Linked DNA regions of Ovis aries: region 1 is linked to region 2. A link is a contact called in public Hi-C data. All regions are on one chromosome and are shown on one strand. The core of a region is the stretch at or near the end of the contact, and the rest is flanking DNA. Distances in the headings are between cores, read along the strand shown.

Region 1 (6,483 bases), core at 1,873-4,372, 150 kb after region 2:
ACCCTCAGCAAGTGACCTCCATCCGCTCAGCCTCAGTGTTCCCATCTCAACACAGGGCTCAAAGTCTACCCCAAGGGCAGAGCAGATAGGAAGTTGCCCTGTGCACTGAAAAGCCAGTCTCCATCTTGTGAGATTTTACTGCAGTGACATTACTGCTACTTGGATGGTGTCCAGATTAAAGGAAGCCAGTTCTGCAAGTCACAGGGACTTGGGCCAATTCAAGGGCTTTACTTCTATTTCATGCGCACCATGAAGGAGCAGTGGAGAATCCTCTTTACCCAACAAAGATTGATATGGGGGTAGGAGTGTCAGATTTAGCAAAAACAGGAACCCAGTTAAATTTAAATTTTGGTAGGGGGAGGGATAAATTAGGAGTTTGGGATTAACACACACTGTTATATATAAACTAGATAAACAACAAGGACCTATTGTATAACACAGGGAAATATAGTTGATATTTTGTAATAATCTATGATGGAAAAGAATATGAAAAAGAATATATATATTATATATGTATACAGCTGAATCACTTGACTGTATACCTGAAGCATTGTAAATCAATTATACTTCAATAAAGTTTTTATTAAAAATTTGAATTTCAGGTAGGCAATGATATTTTTTAGTATTAATATATACCCAGTGTTACATGAGACTAAAATTACTTTAAAAACAAACTAAAAAATTAGTTGTTTACATGAAAACCAAATTTAATTGGCATCTTGTATTTTATCTGGCAACCCTATAAAGTGAAAAGCTAACAAATCCACTTAAAAAACTGGGGACTAAAACTTTATAGAGAATAAAAAGAAGAGAAATGATATGATTGGTAGAATTCACCTGTAAGAATAAAAATAAAAATAATGAAAAATGTTAATTCTTACACTTAATGACATTTAGCTATAAGTAACATTAAGCTATAAGTAAGAATGAATGATTTATTTACTTATTTTTCTGACAAAATTATACACTAACTTGATACAATATTCTTTCCTTCCCACTTAATTTCTGCAACAAGGTCATAAAGAAGGCCAGTGACCTGTTGACACGGGTGCTTGGGATGAACAGGAGCCACTCAGGCCAAGTGGGAAATCACAAGTGGCCTGTTCTTTCAAGCTATTACAGTGACCTTTGCTTCTGCCATAGTCAAATAACTGTATGTTCATAAAGTAAGCTTATATTAGCAAAAATAAGCTAGCTGTGAGAGTGTGGGTTCTGGTGTGTGGAGTCCAGCTCCACCCTTTCTATTATAGATAATACTGGGCAGGTTATTTATTTTGACTGTGCTTTAGTTTTCTCATCCTCAAAGTAAGGATGAATGAGTACATAAAACTCGCAGGACTATGGGTCCTAGGATTGCTTTAATAACAGTTATTACCAAGCCATTATTATTAATTCAGATATTTCTATCTCAGTCTACCCTTACGGTGTCAGTGAGGTCAGGGTCCTCCGCGGCTTCAAGGTAACCTCTCTGCCCTTCTCCCACCACCCCCACCCCCGTCCCATTTCTATACAGTTCCTGGGTCACCTCACCTGGGTCACCTCCTCGCTGAACCCCTCCAGCCGGGACGAGCTCCTGCAGCTGCTGGACACGGCCAGGGTGAGGCGCCGGGAGAGGGGAGGACAGGGTCTGGTTCCCTACGTTTCCCACCCGTAGCCACCGGGACTCAGGAGATCCGACCCACCCCGCAGCAGCTGAAGGAGCTGCCGCTGAAGACCACGGCGGAGCAAGACAGCATCCTGAGCCTGTCGGCCCGCTGCCTGCTGCTCACCTGGCGCGACAACGAGGAGCTTATCTTGCGTATACCCACGCACGAGATTGCCGCCGCCTCCTACCTGCAGGACGACGCTCTGCACCTGCTGGTGCTGAAGACCGGTACGGTCGGCGGGGCAGGGCGGGGCAGGGCGGGGAGGGGAAAGGGTAGAGAACGGCCCGGCACATAGAAATGGGCGCAGCCTGGGGCGGGGGCGGGGCCTGAGGCTGGAGGATGGGGTAATGGAAGGCCTGACCAAACTACCCCCAGACTAGGGATAGGGCATGGCTGTTTGCAAGAAGTGGGAGCCTAGTGTTGAGGGTTGAAGGAGGGCGGCCTGACCCACCATCTCAGAAATGATGGAGAAGCCAGAATCCTGAGGCCTGAACTCGTGATTCATGGGTAGCAAAGCTCTGAGGCTAGGAGGGTACCTGGGGCAAGAAGCGGCGTCTCACTTAGGGGCGGAGCCGTACACTGGGGGGCGGGACTCGCGGCTGAGCTACCTGGTGGGAGGTGTGAGACCCTGCCAAGCTAGGGGCGGGGGCCTGAGACCAGGGGCGGGGCTGAAGGGAAGCTTGGATCCAAGGAGAGGTTCCCGAAACCAAGAACAGGGTCAGAGTTAACAGTAAAGAGGGAGGCGATAGCCTGACCACTACTCAGATCAGACGGCAGGGTCCGAGGCAAGGGGCGTCTGGATGGAGTGGGATGGGTGGGAAAGGCCAGATCCAGGGGTGGAGCCTGAGGGTGGGGCGGGGTCGGGCCTCCTGACTTTGAAGCTAGGGGTGTGGCCTGAGCACAAGGGCCAGGGGACTCACTCCCAAACCCCCATCCCGCAGCGGCGGGTCAGGACCCCCAGCTGGCGTCGGGAGAGGGGGCGCTTAGCCTGGATCTCCTGCTCTGACGGCCACCCGACCTCTCCTAGGTCTGGGCGTGGACCCGGTGCCAGCCGGCGTAGACGCCAGCCCCGGCGGGGCGGGGCGCGACCCGGGCCCACCGGGCTTGGCGCCCGAAAAGCGGCGGGTGGGCACCACCGAGCGGCGCCACACCATCTGCAGCCTGGACTGGCGGATGGCGTGGGGCGGCGGCGCAGGCGCAGAGGCCCGGGCCGGGGGCGGCGGCGGCGGCAGCCTGGAGCGCCAGCGCGCCGGGGCGCGGGCGTCGGGCAGCTGGGAGCGGCGGCAGACGTTCAGCGGCAGCTGGGAGCGGCGGCACGCCGGCGGCGGCGGCGGCGCGGGAAAGCCAGGCGGCAGCTGGGAGCGGAGGCAGGCGGGCGGCGGCGGTGGCAGCTGGGAGCGGCGCCACCCGGGCCCCAACCCTCTAGACCCGCAGGACCCCAGCCCCGACGCCTACTGCAACCTGGTCATTCTGGCTGTGGCCAACAGGGTGAGCCCGAGGGCACCCTGCGCTCCTGCACCCTGCCTCCAGGGCACGTCTTCACCCCCGCGCCCCGGCCCCCATCCCTCTGCCCCTACCCCCGCAACCCTCCGCCCCCACTCCCGCGTCCCCCCGTCCGTTTTCATCTCCCTCCTTTGGCCCTACTCCCCAGGATTTCAGGCACTGTGCGCCCATAACGGCAAAAGGCTTCTACCCTCCAGCTCCCGGACACCTCCCCCTTACTTGTCCCGGAGGGATGAAAGTTCAAAATGGCCCAGACTTAGATCTAATCCCTCCTCCAGCCCTCCTCTTTCCCCAAAATCGTCAGTCTCCGCACTACCACAGTAAGAATCATGAGGACAGTGATCACCAGCACGAACTGAGTGCCCGACCTGTGCCAGACAGGAAACCAGCATTAATCATTTTGTTCTCAGGTTAACCCCTAGAGGCAAATATTACCATCATTCCTATTCTACAGAGAAGGAAACAGACAGAGGCTAAGCAACTTGTGCAAGGTCGCACAGGAAGCAGGCGGTGATTTCAACACTAGGACCCGAAAGTTCAGAGCCCGTACTCTTGGTAACAATGGTCATCACCCAAAGCATAAGATTTCCCGCAGTTCTTGCCCCACCCTCTATCCTCCACATTCACCCTTGCTTTTATTTATTTGACCATGTTTATTGAGTACCAGCTTCTGCTAGGCGTTGGTCTAGGTGACATGGATACAGAAATGAACAAGACATAATTAGTGTCCTCCCTTAGGGAGCTCACTGTCTAGCAGACACCTTCAAACCCTGAGACTTGTAAGCTTTTTCTCTGACCCAGGGCCTTGAACTCCCCCTATATATAAATCCCATGTGGTGAACAAAATGGACATGATGCCTCTTTAGAAAGAAAGGTGGATAGTAACCAGTAAACTCAGGCTATGGAGTGGACTTGAAACACTTTCCCATTTATCCTTGGCACCTAGAAAAGTGCCTGGCATATGTGTGCGTTCATGCTAAGTCACTTCAGTCATGTTCGACTCTTTGCAACCCCACAGACTGTAGCCCACCAGGCTCCTCTGCCCACAGGATTCTCCAGGCAAGAATACTGGAATGAGTTGCCATTTCCTAGCTGCTCAATAAATATATTGAGTAGATGGATTAGTTCGTAATATATTACAATATGTTGTGATGGGGACCAACAAAAAAACAGGCAACTTGAAATGATAAGGAGGAAGGAGATCCATTTTTCAGAGGAAAGTGAGTTTGTGCCTTTTAAACTGAAATGTGGAAGAGAGAAGGAAGCAGCAGGGCAAAGAGCCAAGAAAGTCAATTCCAGACATAGGTACCAGTGTGCCCTGTTTATTCCACTAGGCTGGGAGGGCTTTAGGCCTTACCTAATTCACCTCTGAGACTCCAGAACCCAGCCCGGTGCCTGCCACACAGTGGAAATAAGTAATAATTTGTAGAATGAGTAAATAAATAAGGCTTTTTTTTTTCCCGGGAGTATCTGAGCCTCTGGCCTGCAATCTGAGGCATCGTGGTCCCAAGAAGGGTATAGGAGTTAGAGTCAAAAAACCTGGGTGCCAACATTAACCAAAGCCATGAGCCTGCTATATGAGTCACTTATCCACTCTCATAAAATAAGGATCCCCTCTTCTCTGTCCACTTGATAGGGTTATTATAAGGATCAATCCTGGTTTAATGATAATTTCACTCCCTCATCCCAAAATGCCTGTCCTGAGGTTACATTTTAATTTACACCCTGGGCTGACTTTTTGAGAAGCACAAAATAAGAAATGACTTCATGAAGATGGACTCTTCATTAGTTGTCTTTCTATATCTCTTACTCAAAAAGGTAAACCAAAGAGGCAAATTCCTCTTCAAATTTGCCATCTCAAAAAAGTCTTACCCAAGAACCTAAATGCCTTCCTTCTATCAGGGACTGAAGTTTATATATTCATCCTGCTTCCATTTTTGCCCTGGGTGCCAGGAAGCTCACATCCAAATATGGCACAATAACTATGATGAGCCTAACATTTTCATACATGTATTTCTTCCTCCTCTTACTAGGTATTAGGAGACTAGGGTTCTAGTCCTGGCTAATCACTTTATGTCTCTGGGTTTCAGCTTCCTACATGTAAACTTAATTTAATTTAGCATAAACTTCAGAAGGCCCATAATTCTCCCATAAACCGGGGGTACATGTTTGTACTTTTCAGAGCACAAGAGTTACAGTTGTCACAGGATTCTATAAAGACCAGTAAGTGGCTATTTCTATAAAAGCCACCCAGAACATGGCTATATAATTTTGATGGAAAATGACCTTAGAGTGTCTGAAGTCGCCCACAGTTGCATGTGTGCCCCTGTGTGCCCGCTCACACTGCGTTTTCAGGAAGCAGGGGCATCTTGATCATGGAAGAGAGACTGAGCTCTGTCCTCCTCTCTGGACAAGGATGCTGCCGAGGAGTCCTGTGCCCTTATCTGTCAGGTCTTCCAGATCATCTACGGAGACCAGAGCATCGAGTGTGTGGACCGGGCTGGTTACCACTACACATCCACACCTGAACGACCGTGGCTCTGTAGCCGCAGTGAGTATTCCAGTTCCTGGCCCACCTTCCTGTGAATCATCCCGAAAGGCCAGAGGAGGTGGGGGTCAGGGGTGGGGTAGAGGGTGATATGTCCCAAGACTGGGGCCAACAAAAGCCTTTAGGGGTCCTGACTTTTACAGAAATTACAGTGTACCCCCAATATGTAGCTAAAATAAAATGTCCAATTTCATAATGACCTCAAGCCTAGCTTTATAATAAGCCCTTTAGAGGTGAACTCTCTCTCCCTTTTGTATTTTGGCATCCCAGGGGGATTGTCTATTTACTGAGCCATCTAGCCCTACTAGGACTCTAGGTCAAAACCAAGATTTCAAGACTGGTCCTTGAGTGCTGTCAAGGGCTGTAATGAAAATGAAATCAACAGAGATTTGTTGAGCACCAGCTATGTGCCAAGCACAGACCCAATGTGCCACATGTTTTGTAATCCTCATAACAACCTCATCTGTCCTGTTTGCCACTGTGTCACCTGTGCCTAGAGGAGGACCAGGGGCAGATGCTCAAGGTGTATTTTCTGAATAGATGAAAGAACTGTCTGAGGCCTTATGAATCCAGTTTTAACAGATGAGGCTATTAAGGCTCAGAGAGGTCAATAAATGTCTCAAGGTCACACAGCTGGCAAATGACAGAGTCAGGATTCAAACCCAAGTGCACCTGATTCTAAAGCTTCCATCTGCAAAAGCTTCACTCTCCATGCTGCCTTCAAGGCCCCAAAGTGAACTTCCTCAGCCACAGCCCCCTCAGGGTGGTCCCTGTTTGCATAGCTCC
Region 2 (6,739 bases), core at 1,486-3,985:
CCCCCGCTGCTCCATGGGTTCCAGGCTGTGGCCCAGCACACATGGTGGGGAGGGTCCCCAAACTGGCCAGGCATTTCCCCACCCCCTTCTGGCCGCACTGAGCCTCCCACCCTGCAGGTCCCCCCTCCACCCCAGCTCTGGAGTCTGTGGGAACCAGACAGCTGGGGCCGTCCAGCCGGGCTCGCTTCCTCCCAGGCCTCAGGGGACTGGCTGAGGGAGGAGGGAGCCGCAGAGACTGAAGCCAGCGTGGCTGCCTGCCCGAGAGGGGGGTTTCTGGAGGGAACTGGGCTGCCTGACTGATGAAGGGGTCTCTAGCCTCCTGGGTATCATCTCGTGGGACCCAAGAGCCTCCAGCAAAGAATTCTTGGCTCCTGTCTTCTCTCCCTACACCCATGATCCAGACGGGGGACTGAGGTCCCAGAAGCAAGCCATCGGCTTCAGCAAGCCTGGTGTTGGAAGGTGTGGGAACAGTGAGGTTTCAGGTCCCTAAGTCTGTTCCTCTGATGGGGGACATGAATATACCCACTTCTCCTGCTTCCACCCAAGGGGGCAGCTGAAGAAGGCCAAAGGTCAGGGCTCAGCCTCTTCTGAGCTGTACCCTGGATAGCCACCCCCTCCCACTTTAAGGGAAATGTTTTCTTAAAGAGACACCAGGAGACTTCAGAGAGCTGTTGGCTCAGGGAGGTCTCCCAGTCACATGGGAAATCCAGACAAGGGAAGTGTGCCTGCCTTTTGAGCCTTGGGCTCCCTGTCTGTGTTAGGGGTGAGGGGTGGCTTTTTAGCCCTGGCACGCCAGGCTTCAAAAAATGCCCCCTCCCTCTGAGGGGGTGACCCTATGTGCCACCCTGCAGCCTCACTCAAACTGCAAGTTAGGATTGGTTGTTGGGGGGTAGGGGTGGGGGTGGGTAGAGCCACACAGACCTGGTTTGGATTTCTTCTCTGCCACTCATTTGCCATTTGGAGCCAGAGCTAGTGAGCCCCAAATTCTTTGAGCCTCAGTTTCTACCACTGTAAAATGGGGATAACATTCTGTCCCACACATATATATATGAGAAGATATATATGAGCCCAGGACAAGATAAATACCACAAATGGTCACAGGTATTGTGGCTGCTCATCATGAGGGAGCCGAGTCACAGATTTTGGGGCTGGAGGGTCAGCCCCTCAGTGCCGCCCAGCCCCAACCCTGCTGGGCATCTCTCCTGATTGGATCCCTCCTCTCTCTCTCTCCCACTCCTTGCTCCCCCTTCCTCTGCCTTCCTGGGAAACCTCCTGAGAAAGTCCCCAGCAGTAGAGAGCCTCATGTGAGACATATCTATCTGGGGTCCCCTGCCCCTGCCATTCAACCCCACAACCACTCCCACTCCACATGGAACCAGGCGTCCTGGTATTCAGCTGCCAACCATCCAGCAGACTGACCCTCATCATCACACTGGCTTTATTGGCCCTGAGAGCCACAGAGTAAATCCCCAGGGGGCCCTGCTTCCCCTCACCCCCAAGTCTGTCCAGAGGCCCTAGGGCTGGCTGAGTGTTCACCGCTGCAATCTTGGCTTTCTGTCCCAGATGTCGTGGGCTTGCCAGGCCCGTGTCCTTTGAGAGCTCCCCAGATCCCAGAGTCAGGCTCAACCTGGAGGGCGTAGTTGGCAGGGGCTATGCAGGGACGGCCTGAGGCCGGCTGGCCTTCATTCAAAGAAGAACATTCCTGGCGTCCGGTACAGGCAGGGGGTCAGCCCCAATGGGTAGCTGGAGCTTCCCTGGACAGGGAAGCTGCCTGCAACCCAGGGTTCCTTGGGGTCAGCTGGCAGGGGCAGCGGGGCCCGGAGGGAGGCTGGAGGGGTGGATGGTACAGGGGAGGGGGCTGCTGAGGCCAAGAGGTGCTCGAGTCCTGGGTCAGTCCCCATGCAGAAATTCAGCGCCTGCAGCCGGCACTGGTAGCTGCTCCCGATGGTGGCCTCGGGGGTCAAGAGGGGTGCAGGGGCCTTGCTAAACCCCTCAGCCTCAGAGAAGCTGGTGGGAAAGCCAAAAGCAGGGCACGAGGAAGACGAGGTGGCCCCAGGGAGCTCCCCTGGGCCTGCAGCCTTGGGCGTGGGGATCTCCTTGGCCTCTGAGGGTGTCTGAGGTCTGGCATCAGTGGTAGCCGGGCACATGCTGGCTGGCAAGGCCCCCATCAGACCCCCATAGCTTAGGCCCTTGGGTTCCAGTGGCTCCGGTGGGAATGGGCACTGTCTGCTAGCTGCGATGTCGGGGGCTCCTGGGTCCTGGCTGGTGGCTCGGAGGGGTCCACGGCGTGCTTTGGTGGGGCCCTTGGCGCCCTGGGCACCTGCCCGTCGGGTGAAGCGCCGGCGGCGGCGCAGAAAGCTGCCATGCTCGAACATGTCATGGCAGTCGGGGTCCAGCGTCCAGTAGCTGCCCTTGCCCGGCTTGCGGTCATCGCGGGGCACCTTGACAAAGCACTCGTTGAGTGACAGGTTGTGGCGGATACTGTTCTGCCATCCCGGCCGGTTGTGGCGGTAGAAGGCGAAGCGGCCCATGATATAGCGGTAGATGCCGCTGAGTGTGGCCCGCTGCCCTGGAGAGTTCTGGATGGCCATGGCGATCAGGGCGATGTAGCTGTAAGGAGGCTTGGTTGGCTCGGCCGCAGGGGCCAGGGGCCCGGGTGGGGGCGGCTGCTGCATGCTGGCCGGGCTGGCCGGGCTGCCGGAACCGCAGAGGCCAGGCACGATGTCCAGGGCTGGTGTCCGGCACAGCCTGCCCAGGCTGGTTAAAAGGCCCACTGGCCCAGCCTCCCAGCCTGGAAAGGCAAAAAGGGGTGGGCCCGCCAGGCTGCCCTCCCTTCCTCCCTCGCTCCCCTCCCCCCAGGCTCAAGAGGGGCGGGCAGCAGAGGCCAGGATTGGGAAGCTGTGAGCAGCTGCCCAGGGTGAGGAGGCACGTGAGGGAAGGGACTGAGACCCTCAGCCCACGTGTGCTGGCTGGTGGTGGTGGTGGAGGACGGACAGGATGTGCACCTGGGCGAGACAGAGACAGAAACCAAAAGAGATCCAGGCAGAGAGAGAGAGAATGAAGAAAGGCAGGACAGAGAGGAAGAGAGGCGGGGACATAATAAGAGGGAGACAGGAACACACAGAGGAGACAGGCGGAGACAAGAGACAGCAAGTGGACGCGAAAGGGGAGACACTGAGAGCCAGCCCCGTGCACAGGCGCACGTGCGCAGAGCACAGAAAAAGAATAACTGAACAAGAGAGAGAAATCCACCAAGACAGGACGAGGGAGACACACACACACGCAGACACTCTCAGGAGAGAGCAGAGGTAGGATCTGTGGCTCAAGCACAGGGAGCTTTGTGAGAAGAGCCTCAGGGGCCTCTTGAATCCCCACCTCTGGTTTCCTCTTTCTCCTTTCCTCGTCCTCCCAGGCCCGTGATTCTCTTTCTCCTCCCCGCAGTGCAGAGCACTCGGGGTCACACTGTTCCTGCCCTTCTAGCACTGGGGTCTGCAAGAGGTGGGGCATCTAGGGTGGTTATGAGAGCCAGCCCAAACCTGGCTTGCTGGGCGCTGGCGCCCTCTAGTGACTAGTATGGGGAGGACAGACCTCAGGCCAGAGACATCCCCCTTCCCAGAGGCTCTCAACCAATTCTCTGGCTGAGCCTCAGTTTCCCATCTCTAAAATGGAGCTGATGACTCTGCAGTTGTCCAGGCTGTGGTAAAGCTTACACGGAATCCAGTGCCCTTTTAGAGTTCTGGCACCGAGTAAGGGTTTGGGCATGACGAGGACTGTCACCTTGAGTTTCTCCGATAGCTGCAGCCTTAGGCTGGGGGTACAGCGAAGCCCAGGACAGTCAAGGCTTCTGAAGGATGAAGCAACCTCCACCGTGCTCTCCCAGCCCCAAGCAAACCAAGTCAGCCGGCACCTCCTGCGTGCCACTGACATGCTAGGCCAGCTCCCCTCCCCTCTCGACAGTTGCTTCTCAGACTGACTCTGCTCCAGAGGCCCTCAGAGTAGATGAGGAATCTGAGGCTTAGAGAAGTTAAGTGCCTTGCCTGAGGTGGCACAGCTCATGAGAGACCAAAGCTGTGATTTCAACTCCGAAGTCTGGACCTCCTTAATGCTACTCCTTCTGTGAGGGGCAGGGGTAGAGGACAGTTACCGGGCCACTGCTGCAAAACAGGTTTGTGACCCCCAAGAGAATAGGGACCATGGTCTGCTCTATCCCTGGTGTGCAGCATTTGCCTGAAACAGAGTAGGTGCTCAATAAACATTTGTAGAGTGAATTTTAAAAATAGTGATTTGACTGACTTCTCTCCTTTGTGGAGTCACACAGTTTCTCCTCTGTAAAAGTGGCTTATTTATGTACCACTGAAAAATTTATTACATTGCCATCTGTAAGAGAACTCCCATAAATAAAGTCAGAAATCAGAAAAGGTAAAAGGTCTGATATTTGGGGTAGAAAACAGTGACTTTACTGACAAGGCAGGGTCACTGCCTTCATGGTGGAGGGGGTTCCCTCCCAATCCTCACAGACTCCCTACAACTCACATTTTGCAAAAATTGGTGGGGCTTGGGGATGGGATGGACTCCTGGCTCCCACTTAGATTCCTATCCTAGGCCTGCCTCAGGTTCTCCAAAGTCAGTATCTACAGGTGGTGGTTTAGTAGTTAGCATTCAAAGCCCCAAGTTCAGGTCAAGTCCTCTGTTTTGGGAGCCCCGACCCCCACTACCGCTTACCCCCTCCAAAGAAGAGAGACTTGTGGCAGGTGGAATGAGGGTCTGGAAACTCAGAACCCCTCAGAAGTGTGACAGTTCTGTTACTGGTTGGGCTTCAGTCTAAACCATACCAAGGGTTTAATTATTAGTAAACTCAGCCACCCCTCCCCACCCCCCCCCCCTTTTTTTTTTTTTGGCCAGACTGTGGGGCTTGAAGGATCTTAGTTCCCTGACAAGGGATCCCTCCAACCTGGGCCCCCAGCAGTGGAAGTGCAGGGTCCTAACCACTGGAGTGCCAGGGAACTCCCAGTAAACTCAGCTTTAAGCAAACTTTATAACGGATCAACTGCAGTTAAGAGTCTGCTTTAGGTAAACCAGTGTAGACATGTCCGACTCTCAACAAAAAGATCAAGCCTTGTTTCTGTCCTAATTGTTATTTCTGGAGCCTCAAGGTTGAGTTTGATTTCCAAGCCTGATGCCTCAGGTCCAGCTGTCTATCTCTGCGCCTGGTTCCCAGGCTCCAGCTTGGTGGCTGAGTGGTTGAAGGCTGTGACTGGCTTCCACTGTCCCAACCTACCTTAAATCCCCTGGCTCAGTTGGGGCAGGACTAGGGTGGGATCTATACCCTGTGGGGAGTTTTTTAGTGGGTATGGTATGAAGAAGAAGCCGCTTAGGGCTGACTCAGCTGCATCAGAGGGTGATTGATGCTGTCGGGGATGCTAGGCTGGGAACCTGCCACCCGGGCACCTGGCCGTGAATCTTCGAGTGCAGGAGGAGTTCCCTGGCGAAGACTGGCTCCACCTGTGGGGTGAGAGTGAGGTGGAGGAATGAGCCAAACTTCTCCTAACCCACCCACTTTGTTGAGGGGTGGGGAGTGACAACCCATCTCCACATGCATTTTCACACAGGAGGTCTTCCAGATCAGAGGTCATATGGCAGGTCAGGGGCAGAGCTGGGACTGGAGGGAGCAGTGAGAGGCTATTTAGAGGGGCTGGGTGGGGGGTGGTTCTCCGCTGGTGTGGAAAGTGACTCACATGGGCCATAATGAGCCGATCCTCGGGCTGGTCCGGGGGCCCCGGGTACTCCTCACCAAAGCACAGCCGGATCTGGTATTCGGGCTCCGGGCGACCATCCTGTAGGTGGGCTCGCAGTTCTACGGGCACCGAGATGGTGGGGTCTGGGGTGGGGGGATCCCATCTGATGCCCACCTTGTGCTCATATCTCCTGACCATGTCCTGTAAATCCACATCCCCCATGTGCCCAGGCCCACTTCCACATCCCTATGCCTGTCTCATGTCTCGCTTCTAATTCTCAGGCCCTGTGCCTCGTGCCCTAGGCTCACTACCATGCCCACTGCCACTCATCTATGCCTATCTTGTGCCCAGTGCCCCAATGCCCACCTTGTGCTTAATGCCCTAAGACAACACGTGCCCAGGTCCTAGGCTTCTGTCCCACACCCAGCGCCCCAAGCCTGCCACAAGCCTACACCTCCACCTGCTGCAGGCCCATGTCCGTATTCGTTCCCACTCTCGGTGTTTCCGTGTCATGTCCTTTGTTTCCAGGTCCATCCCAGGCCCAGAATTCTCAAACCCGTGGCCCGGCTGTCGCGCTCTTACCCGCGAGGAAGCGGCGCGTGTCGAGCAGCTGGCAGGTGCGCTCGCGCTCCAGTTTGTTGGGCTGCGCGCGGTGCGGGGCAAGCGGGCCGCGCCAGTACACGCGGCCCTGGCAGAGGCGCTTGGCGAAGACGCCCTCGGGCGCCACCCACAGCAGCACGCCGCGCTCCAGGTGGGGCAGCAGGCGCCGCAGCACGTGGGCGCTGGCCGGCGGCTCCGGGAAGCGAACCTGCGCGACCCTCGGCGGCGGCCCCAGCAGTCGCTCGGCGGCCGCGGTGGCCGCGCGCGGGCTCAGGCTGCAGCCCTCGGCCGCCAGCGCTGTGGCTTCGCGCACCAGCTCCGCGCGGTAGAAGAGCCGCACGTGCAGCCAGCAATCTGCGGGAAAGGGAGCGGGCGCGCCCGGCGTTGGCGGCGCCGGCTTCCCC

What was found. A called contact is a pair of places that touch in the nucleus more often than the background predicts.
Region 1: a contact with region 2 is called in a Hi-C map of liver, with 4 times the contacts expected there. The contact joins the enhancer-like site here to the promoter of FOXS1 in region 2. A contact is called at or near these places in 5 of 16 Hi-C or Micro-C datasets (blood, liver and tail adipose tissue).

What each region holds. Positions count from the first base shown.
Region 1 is chr13:61,197,204-61,203,686 of ARS-UI_Ramb_v3.0, forward strand. It overlaps CCM2L (CCM2 like scaffold protein), which reads left to right. Exons shown (of 10, transcript XM_060397019.1): 3 at 1,514-1,597; 4 at 1,693-1,873; 5 at 2,674-3,134; 6 at 5,565-5,700. Among named protein-coding and RNA genes, the nearest start is that of CCM2L, 6.6 kb to the left of the region's middle. Within about 2 kb of position 3,123, at least 14 of the 54 cell types and tissues checked have an H3K27ac peak or open chromatin away from gene starts, as enhancers often do. A contact at or near this core is called in liver, where this site is marked.
Region 2 is chr13:61,048,038-61,054,776 of ARS-UI_Ramb_v3.0, forward strand. FOXS1 (forkhead box S1) reads right to left here and starts at 2,736. Exons shown (of 1, transcript XM_015099819.3): 1 at 1,422-2,736. The coding sequence starts at 2,675. The coding sequence ends at 1,683. It overlaps LOC106991529 (interferon regulatory factor 4-like), which reads right to left. Exons shown (of 5, transcript XM_042229990.1): 4 at 6,318-6,689; 5 at 1,422-5,854. The coding sequence ends at 5,421.